2 separate regions of the Mus musculus genome follow, and region 2 is linked to region 1. A link is a contact called in public HiChIP or PLAC-seq data. All regions are on one chromosome and are shown on one strand. The core of a region is the stretch at or near the end of the contact, and the rest is flanking DNA. Distances in the headings are between cores, read along the strand shown.

Evidence for each region. HiChIP or PLAC-seq counts read pairs in DNA pulled down with a chosen protein or histone mark.
Region 2: an H3K4me3 HiChIP or PLAC-seq map of embryonic stem cells shows a contact between it and region 1, with 12 read pairs. The contact joins the promoter of Fcf1 here to the promoter of Vrtn in region 1. A contact is called at or near these places in 17 of 39 promoter capture datasets (the 3T3-L1 cell line, the C10 cell line, the HPC-7 cell line and 11 more), 3 of 15 datasets of contacts at CTCF or cohesin (large pre-B cells, pro-B cells and stem cell-derived epiblast-like cells), 12 of 484 Hi-C or Micro-C datasets (bone marrow-derived macrophages, cerebellum, cerebral cortex and 5 more), 10 of 115 datasets of contacts at active chromatin or transcription factors (the SCID.adh cell line, embryonic stem cells, large pre-B cells and 2 more) and 3 of 9 other capture datasets (embryonic stem cells, liver and pancreatic islet).

The regions. Positions count from the first base shown.
Region 1 is chr12:84,641,153-84,644,438 of GRCm38.p6, forward strand. Vrtn (vertebrae development associated) reads left to right here and starts at 1,744. Exons shown (of 2, transcript NM_001033776.2): 1 at 1,744-1,792.
Region 2 is chr12:84,969,413-84,972,698 of GRCm38.p6, forward strand. It overlaps Fcf1 (FCF1 rRNA processing protein), which reads left to right and starts at 1,518. Exons shown (of 8, transcript NM_028632.2): 1 at 1,518-1,553; 2 at 1,803-1,870. The coding sequence starts at 1,551. It overlaps Arel1 (apoptosis resistant E3 ubiquitin protein ligase 1), which reads right to left and starts at 1,437. Exons shown (of 20, transcript NM_178065.5): 1 at 1,217-1,437.

The sequences.
Region 1 (3,286 bases), core at 494-2,993:
TATTTTCTCAAAACTAGAAGGGGTCGGTGCTTCATTCAGCTTGATGCTCTAGTCACCTAGGGGTTGACTTCAGGATCCTAAGGGATTAGTTAGGTCTAAGATGCTACGGAAGTGTAGGGACAGGGACGCCAGGCATTGTCTTAGGTTCTCCCTACCCCCACACCTCCAGCCCTTTCCCCACCCCCACCGACTATCCTGTCTTCCCTCCCCACCCGGCAAGCACAATGGTATAGCCTCAAGCTCCTCCCCAGACCACAAAGATCTTCTCAGGTTAGGTCCCTGACTTCTGCAGCTCCAGGTGGGCCAGCTCTCTACCACCCACCGTCTCCTGGCACCCCCCAAGGGTGACTGGTAGCCCTCACTCTTTTCCGTCCCTTTCAGAGACATAGGGTCCAGTCAAGCGACTGAACTTGGGGTAACCCCGGAGGAGGCTCTTAGTTTGATGGCCTCAGGTGCACCCGTTAGCGCTCACTTGGTTGTGGGAGTTTTGTTGGGAAGTTAGCATCTAAAGACCTGCCAGTGATTCTCTACAGTGTCCTCCTATGCCTAGTTGGGTCTCCAGGACACAGGGGAGGGAACCAAGATGGCTGGCAGTCCCTTGGTCATGCAGCCTGGGCAGCCAAGCCGGTGTGCCCCGGTGATTGGAGCGAGGCTGGCTGAAGAGTTAGCTGGCTGTCCAGGTTGGTTGTGGTAGATCAAACTCTACTGCCTTATTGAGCCTTAACCACGTGGCCCACATACTTGTGGGTGCAGTAGATTACAGAGACTGCAATGTGCTTTGAGAGGGACAGGGAGAGTGGGGGAGGTCTCCAGAGAGCACTGGATTCCAGTCGGGTTCCTTGGAGCCCAGGTTACAATTGGTAGGGAATGAATTTGTTCTACAGGCAGGCCCTCCAGCCTTTCCCTTCCGGGTCCCATACAGAGCCCTGATTTACCCCTCCTAAAATACGGGGGCTGGAGGCTGGAACCCGGCTCTGAAGCTCCATCTATTTGCAAATGGGGAGCTCATGCGACAGGGAAGCTAGCCCGAGTAAAGGTGAGAGTGCTTTTCCCATCCACGTATCCTATGAGAGTCCGGAGTCCTTTCCAGGCGCTAACACGTTTAGAAACTGATGCCCCGGCTTTGCTCCCTCCCCTCCAACTTGAAGTTTGTATCGCGGGGGTAGGGGGGCGAGGGAGGGTGCGCCTCATTGGTTTAGTACTTTTACAGACCCTTTCCAGCAGCTATGTGGGGGGTTCGGGGAGGCCAGCCATACACTGGACTCATTCCTTCTTCGGTGCACCTGGGAGTAGCTACTCTGGCCCTGAGTGCCTTTCATGAAGGGCACCTTTAACCAAAGCGCCGCAGCTGAACTCCATCACCGATTATCTACTTAAGGGCTTCCTCCTGCAGCCGCCTGCCTTTTCCACACTGGCTGCCTTCGAGTGGTCCAGCCTGGCTGAGGGATGGTGCGAGTTTAGGTTTTCTTTTGAAGCTACTTTTTAATTTTATTTTAGAAACAGCCTCTTCCTATATAGCGTAGGCTGGACTTGAACTCGATAGCCTCGCAAGCGCTGAGATAGCAGGCTGCTCTCGGCGAGCGTTTTGAGGAGGCCAGAAGTGGGGTTTTTACCTACTAACATCTCCTTTTGGGGGGAAAGAAAGGAGGAAAGAAATAGGGTGGAGTTGGATGTGACTAGGCCAGGGAAGATGAGGTAGGACAGTAGGCCCGGGTAGGGTGGGGAGGGGCTAAGGTCTGTGTGCTGGAAGTGTGTTGCATCCGACGCTGTGTTGGACACTGGAGGAATTCAGGCAAGTCAGCTTTATTCTCTCTACCTCCGTTTCCTTGTCTACAAAGTGACTAGGTGTATCTCAAAATGTCAGATTCTCTGGATCATTTAAACAAACGCCTCGGAGGACTGCAGTGGTTCGGCGCCTAAGGTTTGGCAGCTTTTAATAGCTGTGCTTTCTTAACTCCTGCTGAGCCGCCTCCTTCTCCAGGTGTGAGCCAGGAATATTGATCCGGGTAGGTGTGACAGAGCTGCGGAGGGAAGGTGAGACCCGCAGAGTAATAAAATTACCTCAGAGAAAACCTGAAATCAAATGTCCACCCCCACAAAAGCCCACTTGTGATCACGGGGGCGGGGGGGGGGCGGGCGAGGGGGGACGCTGCACTTCTGAGCAGGCACTCAGGAGTGGAGGCAGGAAGAGTCACGCGCACAGTTTAAATTGTTCTTTCTGAGACTTTGGTTAAATGGGTTAGTGCAGAGTCGGTAAGTGGCAGCTATTTTCCTAATTTTGTTTGCAAAGTATCTCAAAATGCTCGTCTGCGTGCAGCTGTGTAACACCACTTAAGAAAGTGACATCATGGAAGGAAACAGAAGGAATATTATCCCCTTTCTTGGAATATATGTGACAGCGAGGAACTCTTTGTCTTTAGAGCTTGGTTTTGGGGGTTCAGTTTTGGTTTTTGGCTTTTTGAGTCCGGGGTTTCTCTGTGTAGCCCTGGCTGGCTTGGAACTCAAATTCTCCTGCCTCGACTGGGATTAAAGGCATACATGTGCCGCCACCACTGTGCTGTATTTTTTTTTCCCTTAGTATGTACACACTTTGAAGATCTTTAGAGCTTAGAATGTTACCCAAGGATGCTTCTGATTATCACTATTGGAAAGGCTCTATGTTCTTGCTGTCAGGTAAAATTCTGGCGGTTCCTTCAGCGCTTTAAAATTCTTTTCCTCCTCACCTTGACCCAACCACAATTCACATTCGAGTGCATTTCTTTTAAGCATACAGCTTGTTAAACTTAAGCACTTATATGAAAACTCATTTTTAAAATGGGGGGCAAATTAAAACAATGTGTTAAGCTCTGAGGACCAGGTCTGAGAAGCCAAAGAAGAAAATATTCTCTTTTCTAATTTCAAAAGCTCTTCTCAAAGGAGTGCCTCTGCTTGGCAGTTACTGGAGTTAGGCAGATTGGCCTGTGTTGGAGGGGAGGCTGGCTAGCTAGCTCATTTGTGATACCTTGAACAAATTAGGGTGCTGCCAAATGCCTCAGTTTCTCCACCTGTGAATTGGGGCTATCGGTAGTGCCAGCCTGTTTCATTTGGAGACCGGGTCTGAAGTATCCAGACCAACTTCACATATCTTGGACATTGATCCTCCTGCCTCCACTTCTCATGTGCTGAAATTATAGGTGAGTGTGGGGTTTCCTGTTCTGGAATTACAGGCATTCACCGCCACACGTGTTTATGTGCTGGTAGAAATGGAATCCAGGGCTTCTTGCATGCTAGGCAAGCTCCCGCCCAG
Region 2 (3,286 bases), core at 268-2,767, 330 kb after region 1:
GGCACCAACTGATGGCCCAAAGCAATGCAAATAAAGCAACTCAAGAGAGGGAGTGAACTGCAGCCAGTCAAACGCCCGAGTCCCATAACCAATGCACTGCCTCGCACTGTTACACCTCGAACACCTCTGAACCCAGTAACACTAGGTCAGTGTCATGCAGTAAGAAAATCACAAGCGAACCAAACTGACCTCTGAGCGTCTAGGGCACAGCTTCAACATCGGTAAAACAAAGGTATCAAAAGAGTCAACTAAGATGAAGTTCACATAGCCTACAAGTCTCATAAACTGCACATCCACTTCCAGGAAAGCTGTCCCTGGCCTTCCACAGACTCTCAAGGGGTAAAAGAAACCTCTCTCCGGATGGCTAAGAACAACTAGAATACATCCTAAAAGCAAAGACAAACAAGCAAACGGAAAACAAAACCAAACACTGCCCAGTTTCGCTTTCTCATTCCCACATATTCTCCCTCTCCCATTAAGGACTGCACACCAGGCTTCACAACGAAGAGCACTGTTCCCCATCACATTCCAGGCTTGCTAAGTAGTTGCACATATAAGCTTCTGCACCTGTTTTTCTTGTGATCGTCTAAAAAAGGCCACTGCGACTGGGATAATTGGCTCAATGAGTAAAATACCTGCTGACCAAGCAAGAAGCCCTGAGTTTGGTTTGCCCAGGATCTGGTTAGAAAACAAGCCGGGGAGTAGTGGGCTTGTCCACTCCAGCACCGGAGGGCAGGGATGGGAGTATCTCTGGGGCTTTTTGGTCAGTCAATCTAGCAAAAACCGGAGGTGGAGGTGTTTCCAGGTTGGGTAAGACAGACTGTTTTCTAAAAAGTGGAAGATAAAGACAAGCAGCTTCCTCTGGCTTCTGCTCTGAATTTCTGCTCTGATGCACCTGCACGCTCGTGCTCGTACACACACACGGGAAGAGAGAGAGAGAGAGAGAGAGAGATGCAGACAGACAGAGACGGAGGGAGAACATTGGGGGGGGATGTCCTCCATCGCTATTACATTCCTCTCTTTCCGAAGAATCTTACGCCCAGCCTCACAAGTTCCAAGCCGGCGAGGAAAACCAATCAATAACCAGAGCCTCAAGGCTGAACTACAGAGCCAAGGCTGAAATGATGTGCCAGAGGAAAACCAGAATGTACTGTCAAACTATGGGACGCCCAGGATTCCCGACCCCTCTGCCCTCGTCCCCTCTTCTCTCGCTCGCCTTCAGCAATTCTGGTGCCTACGGTCGGCTGGGCTCTGCCTCCGGCTGCGGCGTGAAGAAAAACGTTACCCGAACGGGGGCTGCAACGTGGCCAAGTCCTAGTTCTGGGGTCCGAGGAAGCAGCGGCCTCATCCAGCACAAATCCTACCCTCCACCCGCCCCCCAAAAAAATCTCCAGTGTCGATCTCCGCCAGCGTTAGGAGCCGGCTCGGAGCTTTTACGTTTCCCAAAGTAGCTTCCGCCTCCGGGTTGGCCTTTGCCGGAAAGAGCGTGAGGATGACGTAAAGTGTCGCGCTGCGAGCGATTCCGGAAGAAACAGGAGTGCGGCGTGAACATGGTGAGCGGAGTGGGAGAACTTTGTCAGAGAGTTTTGGGGAGCAAACGGGAGCTCAGCCTTTGGCCAGATATAGACTCGGTGCTTCCTTGTTTGTTTGTTTGTTTGTTTGTTTGTTTAATTCCATTCTGGCCTTAGTTCGAAGGGAGTAGGGAGGGGGACTGAGTGCTGTTTGGGGAGGGGCAAGAAAAATAGAAGAGAACTTTAAAAGATGTTTTCAGCTCTTTTTAACTCGAAAACTTCTGTTTCAAGGGGAAGCAAAAGAAAACAAGGAAATATGCGACTATGAAGCGAATGCTCAGTCTGAGAGACGAGCGACTGTGAGTGGTCAGAACCAACTGGTTTCTTAAACTGATCAGAACTACAGAAGTCACGATGGGCTAAGTAGAAACATCTGATGTACTGGTTTCTTAAACTGCAGAAGTCACGATGGGCTAAGTAGAAACATTTGATGTTTTTTTGTTTTGCTTATAATGTCTTAGGTCTGTGTTGCATGGAATTATAGTCACACATTCGGTGGGGCAGGGCATGGTATCGTTGTGGGAAAGCCGGTGAGGAGGTCATACCATGGCTGTCTTCAGGTCCTGCCACCCAAGTTTAAAAAGGACGATGGGAAAAGTCCAAGATAGTCCCATTTTATAAGTTGTAAGAATTCAGAACCTTGCCGGGCGGTGGTGGCACACGCCTTTAATCCCAGCACTCGGGAGGCAGAGGCAGGCGGATTTTTGAGTTCGAAGCCTGGTCTACAGAGTGAGTTCCAGGACAGCCAGGACTATACAGAGAAACCCTGTTTCGAAAAAAAAACAAACAAACAAACAAAAAAAGAATTCAGAACCTTCGAACATGCTAGTATGATATTCCCATTATAAAGAACACTCAAGGGGCTGGTGAGATGGCTCAGTGGGTAAGAGCACCTGACTGCTCTTCCGAAGGTCCAGAGTTCAAATCCCAGCAACCACATGGTGGCTCACAACCATCCGTAACGAGATCTGACTCCCTCTTCTGGTGTGTCTGAAGACAGCTACAGTGTACTTACATATAATAAATAAATAAATCTTTTAAAAAAAAAAAATAAAAATAAATAAAGAACACTCAACCAGTTTCTCTGTATCGGTAAGGACTGGGTAAACAGTTAATTTAATGAAGACTGGGCTTCTTCGTGTTTAAGATTTTCGGAACAAGAGAGTGGTCATTAGAACCTTCAGAATTATTATTCTCAGCTTCTGATGTGGGTTTTTATTTTATCTAACAATGTCCCACTGATCACTTCCTTGTGTTGAGTCTTTATTTTATACGTGTGTTATGTTTCAGGCCTTTATAAATAACGTGGAGAAACTTTCCTCCTAAACTTGTGGTTTGAGTCCTTTTTGGTTTGATTTGGTTTGGTTTGTTGTTGTTGTTGTTGTTGTTGTTGTTGTTGTTGTTTGAGACAGGGTCTCACTAAGTAGCCTTGGCTACCCTGAAACTTGCTATGTAAACCAGACCTCGAATTTTTAGGGCTCTGTCTGCCTCTCTCTCCCTGGAGCTAGGAGGGCCACCATGCCTACCTTGGGATATTCAGAAGTCTTCAGCAGGTTAATAACAACCTCTTCACGGCCTCTTACACGTGGTTTGTTTTTGTTTTTTTTTAGCATATATTATACATAACAATAGATATCATTATGTTATTTTTCAAGTGGGTATATAATGTACTTTGAGTAAAATCAACCCCCATTTATACCAAGAAAAAAGTTAAT